Regions from separate parts of the Sus scrofa genome. Here all the other regions are linked to region 1. Evidence: chromatin contacts called from public Hi-C and HiChIP or PLAC-seq data. All regions are on one chromosome and are shown on one strand. Each heading gives the region's core, a stretch centred on a gene start, on an enhancer-like site or on the middle of the called end of the contact. The rest is flanking DNA. Distances are from core to core; before and after follow the strand shown. Region 1 holds the start of B3GNT2 (N-acetyllactosaminide beta-1,3-N-acetylglucosaminyltransferase 2). Region 2 overlaps COMMD1 (COMM domain-containing protein 1). Region 3 holds the start of COMMD1 (COMM domain-containing protein 1).

Evidence for each region. A called contact is a pair of places that touch in the nucleus more often than the background predicts. HiChIP or PLAC-seq counts read pairs in DNA pulled down with a chosen protein or histone mark.
Region 2: a contact with region 1 is called in a Hi-C map of embryonic fibroblasts, with 6 times the contacts expected there. The contact joins the enhancer-like site here to the promoter of B3GNT2 in region 1. A contact is called at or near these places in 2 of 5 promoter capture datasets (fetal liver and liver), 11 of 47 Hi-C or Micro-C datasets (alveolar macrophages, embryonic fibroblasts, epiblast stem cells and 6 more) and 1 of 2 datasets of contacts at active chromatin or transcription factors (alveolar macrophages).
Region 3: an H3K27ac HiChIP or PLAC-seq map of alveolar macrophages shows a contact between it and region 1. The contact joins the promoter of COMMD1 here to the promoter of B3GNT2 in region 1. A contact is called at or near these places in 2 of 5 promoter capture datasets (fetal liver and liver), 6 of 47 Hi-C or Micro-C datasets (embryonic fibroblasts, epiblast stem cells, heart right ventricle and 2 more) and 1 of 2 datasets of contacts at active chromatin or transcription factors (alveolar macrophages).

The regions. Positions count from the first base shown.
Region 1 is chr3:79,702,779-79,705,928 of Sscrofa11.1, reverse strand. B3GNT2 (N-acetyllactosaminide beta-1,3-N-acetylglucosaminyltransferase 2) reads left to right here and starts at 1,880. Exons shown (of 2, transcript XM_003125112.5): 1 at 1,880-2,169.
Region 2 is chr3:79,895,376-79,898,613 of Sscrofa11.1, reverse strand. All of the region lies in intron 1 of COMMD1 (COMM domain-containing protein 1), which reads left to right. Among named protein-coding and RNA genes, the nearest start is that of COMMD1, 17 kb to the left of the region's middle. Within about 2 kb of position 1,668, at least 3 of the 83 cell types and tissues checked have an H3K27ac peak or open chromatin away from gene starts, as enhancers often do. A contact at or near this core is called in embryonic fibroblasts, where this site is marked.
Region 3 is chr3:79,912,415-79,915,472 of Sscrofa11.1, reverse strand. It overlaps COMMD1 (COMM domain-containing protein 1), which reads left to right and starts at 1,504. Exons shown (of 3, transcript XM_021087480.1): 1 at 1,504-1,697. The coding sequence starts at 1,521.

The sequences.
Region 1 (3,150 bases), core at 631-3,130:
TATTTATTTGAAGATGTTTTATTTGTTTTCTAAATTATGGAAGTTAATATAACTGGAAAAAAAATTCAAAGTCAATAAGGGTATAAAATTCATCTCCCTCAATCCCACATCTGGGATAATAGTGGTTAACAGCCTGTCTGTATCCTTCCAGAAGTTTTTCTTTGAAGATACAAAAATCCGACTGTTTCTTTGACTTTATGTCGCAATTTTAGGAGAATCATGTGCTCAACATAAAAGCAAAAAGGACTTAAGACTGCAAATCAAAACTTTCCCAGAAGTGACTCAGAATTTCTATTTCGGAGTTCCCGCTTTAGCTCAGTGGATTATGAGCCCCACTAGTATCCATGAGGACGCGGGTTCTATCTCTGGCCTGGCTCAGGGGGTTAAGAATCTGGCATAGCTGCAGCGGCTTGGATCCTGTGTTGCTGTGGCTGTGGTGTGGGCCAGCAGCTGCAACTCCAATTTGATCCCAGCCCTGGGAAGTTCCATATGCTGCTGGTGCGGCCCTAAAAAGAAAAAAAAAAAAAAAAAAAAAAAAAATAGAATTCCTGTTTCTAGAGGATGACACCCAGGTGGCTCCTTGCCTCTAGCAACAACCTGCCCCTCTTTCAATCTGAGCTTGGTTAAGAGTAAGGGCACGTGGTTGAGTAGGCTGAGCTCAAAGGTGCCTGAAATTACTACTTTAGCAATTCTTTCTCTTTCAGCTAATTCCACCTCAGAAGCCAGAAAAATGCAAATAATTAAGGGTGTGGTGCTCTTAATTCCTTAGTCTGATTATCTAGAGGGGATTGCTTTCTTTCTGGAGAGATAAAACCAAAAGAGGGGATGCTGTCAGGTGCGCCTCTTGGCCAGAGGCTTACCTCCAGGCAGTACGTAAGGGGGATAGAACTGATTGTGCTAGATCTTTCAAACCAGGGCAACCTCTCCATCCGGTTGCACCGGGCTCACCTGGGGCCCTCAAAGTTGTGTCAGCAGCATCTTGGGCTCACCTTAAAATGCAGTGCTCTGGCGAGCCCGCTGGGGGACTGGGATAGGAGGGCGCGTCAGTGGTCCCCAGAGTCCCATTGGGTGTGTGGGGGGTGTAGGCACCAATTCCCCATCCAGCCTGAGGGATGTATATCACAGCTCGGCCATTAAGGCTGCACCTAGGTATCCGGGCCGTGGTGTGGGTTCGAGGCCCAGTTTCTAGGCATGCTGCGTTTTTGGCGTCCTGAGACTTGCCAGGAACCTCAAGAAAACCATCTGTAAGACACCACAAAGAGAACTAAGACTCCCCTCTCCTCATGTACTGGGTGGCTTCATAAAGATCGGGTAACAGTTCAAAGTAGGCATCATTTGAATACCTAAGAGGTGGCAGCAGGTACTGGAGGGTCAGAGAGCAATGGTCAAGTTCCATTTTGGCCCCAGGAACCCCTACCTTCATCTTCCATGGTGGAACCCCAGGGTTTTGCTGGGGCACATTGGCACAAGCACTTGGGTGGTCGCAGTTCGGCCTAGAACCAGTCACAAACACTCTGGCCAGAAGAGGCCACTGGAGTCCTCACCAGGCCATGTGCTTAGTTTCCCAACGTCAAAGGTACTACAAGAAGGATTTAGGTTAGACTGGAGTTGGAAAATAGTTCTTTTGAGCTTCGAGCTGCCCTTTTTCCCACCGAGGGTCTAATTCTTAGGGTCCCTTTCCCCTAGTTTAATCCTTTGCTTCTCAGGTATGGGCATGGAGAGACCCTGGAACCAGGAGCAACATCAGCTTGGGCGGGTCCCAGGAGCCCCTGGCAGACAGGGAGAAGCTGCGCCTTCCCTAAACTTGGGTCTCTGGGCTGCGGGCCAGACTGGGCGGTAACATGAGGGGCGGTGCCCGGCCTGATTGGCGCATCGGGCAGGGGCGGGGCCGCGAGGACCAGGAGGGCCGGGAGTCCGGAGGCGGTGGAGACGCCACGAGCCGTGAGTGAGGCGCGGCAGAGGTGGCTGCAACAAGTGCCGGAACCGAGCCCGGGCCGAGCCGAGTCAGTCACCCCGTCGCCGACACCACCAGTCCGCCCTTCGCGGGCGCAACGCATGGAGCGAGAGCGGCGGCGGTCGCCGGGCTGAGCCGCGCGGAGCGGCAGGGACGTGGATGCAGCCGCGATCTCCCGCCCCCGCCCCGCTGAGCAGGAGCTGCTCCCGGACAAGGTAGGGCCGGGCGGGTCTACACTCCCGCAGCCTCCCTCCCACCTCCCAGGCTGGCTTCGCTCCCTCCTAGCTCTCTAGTTCCTGGCTCCCCCTTCACCGCCCCCCCCCCCAATACAACCCAGTTCCTCGCCGGTTCCGGCTTCGTACCGACGCCCCAGCGGAGGAAACCGTCTCTAGGTGGCTTCTGCCGCATTTAGGTGTCCCCGTCCTCCCCCTCGGCCCCCCGCCACCTTCTTTGCCCTGAAGGAAGAGGATAACGAAACCCATGGTACCATGCCTTCTGAGCCTCTTGCTCCATTCCACACCCGCCCCGGGACCTAGGAATATCCCTCCCTCCCCACTGCACCCCAACTTCCGGGGGAGCCCGCGCGGGGGTGATGCAGGCGTTGGGAAGGGGAGTCTGAGGCTGGGCCTCCTCATTTGGGTTGTCCTGGCGTTTCGGGGAGGGGGCGGTGGTAGGTTTCGCACTTGCACCCCCGCACCCCACCCTCGCACTGCGCTGCCTCTGGTGCCGCATGGGGAGATCAGGTGTTTTGTGAGCCAAAGAGCTGCCGGCAGTCTCTCCCCACCCCCATCCGCCTGCCACTGCCACCTCTGGGTCCCTAAAGGCTGGTTTCTGTGAAACTTAGGGAGAGAACCTTTTGCTGTGACCTCTACAAAAATATTCCACGGCGCCCGCGTTGAATGATTAACCAGGCTGCTTGACCGAAACCTGGGGAGGGGGAAGGGTGGGTGCTTTGGGGAGCTCGTCGAGCCGGCCTCTGTAAAACACCTGGCGTGCAGGGTGGTCTTGGATCGGTGCGGACTCTTCCTGGCCTGCCGTGGGACGGCAGGCCGACCCTTCTGGAGGCAATGAAACCCAGTTACCTTAATTTCCAGGCCACAGTATTTTCCATTCAGGAAAGCCCCAGAATCCACTGTCTCCTATGAGAAGGGGAGAAGCAGCCTAGATAATCCCTACAAGTGTCAGAGCCTGAAACC
Region 2 (3,238 bases), core at 419-2,918, 190 kb before region 1:
GATCCAGCATTGCCACAGCTATGGTGTAGGGTTGCAGCTGCCAGCTCAGATTCAGTCTCTGGCCCGGAAACTTCCACATGTTGTGGGTGTAGCCATAAGAAAAAAAAAAAATATTTGTGACACATGAAAGTTATATGAAATTTAAATTTCAGTGTCCATAACAAAATGTATGGTTACTTTTGCTCTACAAGGGTGGAATTAAATAGTTACAACAGAGATGGGGTGGTTGGCAAAGCCTAAAATATTTACTCTCTGCCATTTACAGGAAAATTTGCCAATTCCTGCTGGATACACCAGTGTTGAATATATCACAGTATGCTTGCCCACTCTACTCTTGGTGGGGATTTGAGAAGTTTCCAGTTTTTGCCTTATTATAAGTAGAGGATACTACATTTTATCCTTAAAAATGTAAACTTTTTTTCTCATTATGTTTCTTCTATTGATTAGAGAACACTATTTATTTAGAACTTTACTTTCTTTTATTTTTGGCTGTGCCTGCAGCGTGTAAAAGTTCCCAGACCAAAACCCATGCCATAGCAGTGACCCCAGCCTCTGCAGTAACATCTCCAGATCTTTAACTTACTTTTGCCACAAGAGAACCCCAGAAAATTTTGAGTATATAGTATAATATTGCTAATTATAGGTATAATGTATATGTAGTACATAGCTAGAGCTTATTCATCTTGCTTAACCCAAACTTTATGCCTGTTGATTAGTAACTATAATTAGTAAATGCCCATTACCCTCTAGCTTCACCTTTCCACTCTTTGATTCTATGAATTTGACTATTTAGTTGTCTCATGTAAGTGGAGTCGTGCAATATTTGTCTTTCTTTGGTTAGCTTATTTCACATAATGTCCTCAGGATTCATCTGTGTTGTTGTATATTGCCATTTTTCTTCCTTTTAAGGGCTTAATGGTATTATAATAAGGTTGTATGAGAACCACTTTTGATCAGCTCACATATAGATTGATTTTATAATTTTTTGTGTGGTTTCATTGGGCAGTGTTTTGTCCTGACAAATAAGTTGGAGGTAGGAACCTGTGCCCTGAACTTGGGTTTCTTTTGAACTCCTTCATGATTGAAGCTGCTCTTTGAAGCTGCAAGTAATTAAATACATTTATATATTTTGCTCTTTAGTTTTTATATCTCATCATACATTTTTTTAGTTTATCCAATAGTTCTTTAAAGGTCTTATGAACTAATACAGCTAATGCAGTATTTATCTTTTCTCTTGTTCTTATTTTTCCTTTATTATTAAGTCATATTTCCATAGGGTCAGGACTTTATCTCCTGTTGTAGACCTATGAACTTCAGCTGGTAGTGGAGCTCTGGTTATAATAGAAGATGACCTCTAAGCAATTCTGTTTCTTGAACAGTATTTTTTTTTAAACATAAATGTTAATTTAGGTACTTGAGTTGGATAATACACTAATCATGTGCTCTTTCCCTAGAAAAGCCTTTATGGTCTGTCAAGAGAAAAAAGAACGGGTATTTCTTTACTTTGTAATTGCTTCTGGAGACTTTCCCACACTTCCATCCCTGAACTGGCCACAAAAATGTTCTTTTAGGAAAGGCTGAATTCTTTCTCCATGAAGTTAAAGGCTAATGTGTTGCTTGGAGTGTTTAATAGGAAGAAACTTTCATAGTACTTCATCATAGTTTTTTTTTTTTTCCTCTTTGCTGACAGAGACAGAAGTCTCTTCCAAACTGGAAGAACATAAAAGATGAGTAAGTTATTGGGGGAAAGTAACTTGGCAGAATGAAAGCTAGTTGGTAACGGTGAGCTTCTACTGCAAAAGAGTGTAATTTGGAAACTTCCTGAACATTGGGTGCTCTCCTTGTGGCATATAGCCTAGCCACTTAACAACAGATCCAAATCACTGTTTGATTATCTGAGGAGTAGAGGGAATCATAAACCTAAAAGGAAAACCCTGGGTTTACTCAGAAATATATTTTCTATATTTAATTATAATACTTGAGACAAACATTTGCAATCATTTAAAATACATTAAATTCTTGAGTTTAGTCATTTATAGAAATACTGAATTGTTAATGTAAATATATTCTATTGGTCATTTTTTCGGAGAATTAAACCAACTCAGCCTTATTTTGTGGGGGGAGAGATGATTGATGAGTTTGTTTTATCTTTCTTTACCTACCTGTTGTGTATGTGTGTATTTTTTTTGATTGAATGATTCTTTAAATCCTATAGTGCTTTACAGTTTTCAGAAGTTTCACATATGATTTTATATAATCCTATAATATCCCCCCTTTTCCCCAATACCCCTATATTGCCCCGCCCCCAACTGGTAACCCCTAGTCTTTTCTCTATATCTGTGATTTATTCACCGGTTTGTCATATTTCTTTAGATTCCGCATGTAAGTGATATCACATAGTACTTGTCTTTGGCTCTCTGACTTATATCATTTAGCATAATGCCCTCTACCATGTTGCTGAATATGGCAAAATTTCACTCTTTTTTAGGTCTGGGTAGTATTTCATTGTATGTAGGGGTGTGTGTGTGTGTGTGTGTGTGTATCATATCCCCTTTTTTAAAAAATGGAGGTATAGTTAATTTACAATGTTGTGCACATCTTAAAAAAATTTTTTTTTCTTTTTTTAGGGCTGCACCTGTGGCATATGGAGGTTCCCAGGCTAGAGGTGAAATTGGAGCTGTAGCTGCTGGCCTATGCCACAGACACAGCAACGCCAGACCTGAGCCATGTCTGTGACCTATACCATAGCTCACGGCAATATGGGATCCTTAACCCACTGAGTGAGGCCAGGGATTGAACCTGCGTCCTCATGGATGCTAGTCAGATTTATTTCTGCTGAGCCATAATGGAAACTCCTGTCTTTTGGGGTTTTTTGATGGTTTTCTTTGCTGTGCAAAAGCTCATAAGTTTGATTTAGGTCCCATTGGTTTATTTTTGTTTTTATTTCTTTTGCTTTGGGAAATTGAACTAAGAAAATATTTGTGTAGTTGATGTGAGAGAATGTTTTGCTTATGTTCTCATCTAGGAGTTTTATGGTGTCTTGTCTTTAAGCCATTTTAAAAATTTTAAATTTAATTTTATTTATTTATTTTTTGGGGTGAAGAAGAAAAAAATAGCTTTAGTGCTTTGCCAGGCAAAGAAAGGTCACAGCAGGCTAATGCCTCAGAGACTGTGCCCCCGCTTAGGAAAGATTGGGAGGTGGTTTTATAGTTTGGGGAGTGAAAAATAGGGCCACAGA
Region 3 (3,058 bases), core at 255-2,754, 210 kb before region 1:
TAAAAAGACAAAAAACAAAAACAAAAACAAAAAACCCAAAATTTGATTGTTGAAAGTTTTTTTTTTTAAATTATTCCTCTACACCTTTGCCTTGTAAAAGCATAAGGGTTAAATATAATTAAAGGCAAGCCAATGATTCTTTAAAAAAAATCTACTTTTGGAGTTCCGTCTTGGCGCAGTGGAAACGAATCTGATTAGGAACCATGAGGTTGTGGGTTTGATCTCTGGCCTCACTCAGTGGGTTAAGAATCCTGTGTTGCCCTGAGCTGTGGTGTAGGTCGAAGATGCGGCTTGGATCTGATGCTGAGGCTGTGGTGTATGTAGGCTGGCAGCTGTAGCTCCGATTGGACCCCTAGCCTGGGAATCTCCATATGCAGAGGGTGCGCCCTAAAAAGGAAACAAAACAAAACAAAACACCCCAGAAAACCAACCTACTTTCTATCTTTATGGATTTGCCTATTCTGGACATTTCATATAAATGGGATCATTATACAATATCTGTCTTTTTGTGTTTGTTTTTTACTTAGCAAGCTTTTTTTTTTTTGTCTTTCTTTTTGTTGTTGTTGCTACTTCCTGGGCCGCTCCCGCGGCATATGGAGGTTCCCAGGCCAGGGGTTGAATCGGAGCTGTAGCCACCAGCCTACGCCAGAGCCACAGCAACGCGGGATCCGAGCCGCGTCTGCAACCTACACCACAGCTCACGGCAACGCCAGATCGTTAACCCACTGAGCAAGGGCAGGGACCGAACCCGCAACCTCATGGGCAACCTCATGGTTCCTAGTCGGATTCGTTAACCACTGCGGCACGACGGGAACTCCTACTTAGCAAGCTTTTAAAGCTCATCTATGAGGTAGTCTGTATCAGAAACTCATTCTTTTACTAGTGAATAATATATTGATTTTTTTTTAATTACACGAGAAAGAAGTTATGTTATCCATGCACTTCATTTAAGGATAGTAAAAGGAGCATTGGTTCAGAGTCACTGCTCTAGCTGGGAAGACAAGGCATATGTATGCAAAAAGGCAATTAACAACACAAGCAAACATGTTAAATTTAGGGTATAGTTAAATTTTCTTGGACAAAAGGTGCCCAGGTAAGTATTAGGGAGAGATCAGATTTGTGTGATGGATCCTACAGTTATTGGATTAGTCAAGCCTGATTCAGAAACAGCCATCCAAAAATTAAAACTGCCCCTGCAGTCAATACTAATCCTTCTCAGGTGATCTCCATCAAATGGTCTTTCCTGTGAATAATTTCTGGAGTGATGATGGAAATCAGAGGAAACAAAGTGAGCCAAGCGGAACCAAGTAGATCTGAAAGCTCCGTCGTGTCAACCCAAGGCTTGGGTTTTGTAAAGCTGGGAGCTGCCAGCACCGCCCCCTGCTGGAACTCCACCGCCACTTTCCTCGCGCGTTTTTGCCCAGCTGTTTAGGCCCATCTCGGCCGCCGTGTGTATGTGTGTGTGTGGGGTGGGGGGGGGGGCTGCGTTTAGCCGTTAGGGGGCGGGGCCTCCGCTAACCATGGCCGGCGAGCTGGAGGGCTCCAAACCCCTCAGCGGGCTGCTGAGCGGCCTGGCCCAGGACGCTTTCCACGGGCACCCAGGCATCACAGAGGAGCTGCTGCGGAGCCAGCTCTATCCAGAGATGCCACCTGAGGAGTTCCGCCCCTTTCTGGCGAAGATGAGGGGGATCCTTAAGGTACCGTTCCTCCCTGCAGCCTCCGCCACGGAGTCCTGCCTTGTCCCCGCCGCCCTCAGACTCGTCCCCCCAGAAGCTGAAAGGCTTCCCTCCTCAGACCGCTACTGCTTATGTTGCACTTTACGCTCCTTCATATCCCAGGCGCTCGCCCTGTCGCCTCCTCTCACTTAATGAGGGCTCCCCCCACCAGTGCCGACTGACAGCCGGGGAGAGGACTCAGGTTTTTTTCTCCATACAGTTATCTACCGTCGTGTAGGTCACGAACGATTTTGAGTTGTCTTGGTAGATCTGTGCACTGCATACTTTTTAACATTAAGAGCGATCAGGCCATCAGTTTTACCGGGTCATGGAAGTGTTTGAGTGTTAAACAAGCGAGCAAATGTATACCGGGACAAGGGATGGATTAGTTGGGTGATCCCCTAAACTGCAGTCCACTGGTTGGTTAAGGGAGCACGTCACCATCATGAAGTCAAAGCGTAGCTCAGCCTGTCCAACAGAAATGTAATGAGTGTGTTGCAGAAATTTGATTTCTGTCTGTTGGTGCTGAATTGAAACGCAGAGACAGAGTTTTGGGTAAAGGAGAAAAAGATTGCTTTATTGCTTTGCCAGGCAAAAGCCCCCTCCCTCCCCCAGCCAGGGGTTTAGGTGGTTTTATAGTTTGGGGAGTGGAATTAGGGCTGTAGATAAGGATCAGGCAAGAGGCAAGCTTGCATTGCTTCTCAAAGCTGGTGTTTTGTGGCCTCAGGACTGGTTCTGGTGGGCCGCCTTCTTACCCGGAATGAAGAAAGCTTCATCAGGAAGTTCTTCCATTCGTTGGAGATTTTAATTGTACAGACAGGCTCAGAGATATTGTTATGTATATTCCTTGAGATGGAACCAGGACCCTGCCCCATGGCTTTGCTGCTCCTCCCTGGTCTCTACATCCACCTCCCTTCCCTGATTAGCAGCTGCTCTTTGGAACTCAGGGAAGATCTTGGAGGCTGAGGCTTATTCCCTAAAAACAAGAAATGGAGGACACAGAAAGACTTGTGTGCTAGGAGCCCCACAGGGCACTAGCTCTGTTACAAGAGCCAAACACAGACTTTTACATTTTCTAGTAGCCACGTTAAAGAAGAAGAAGAGTTCCCATTGTGGCTCAGTGGTTAACGAACCTGACTAGTATCCATGAAGATTTGGGTTCAGTCTCTGGCCTTGCTCAGTGGGGTAAGGATTCGGCGTTGCTGTGAGCTGTGGTGTAGGTTGCAGATTCGGCTTGGATCCCGCATTGCTGTGGCTGTGGTGTAGGGCGGCAGCTACAGCTCCAGTTCTTCCCCTGGCCTGGGAACTGCCATATGCCTTGGGTACTGCCTTAAAAAAAAAAA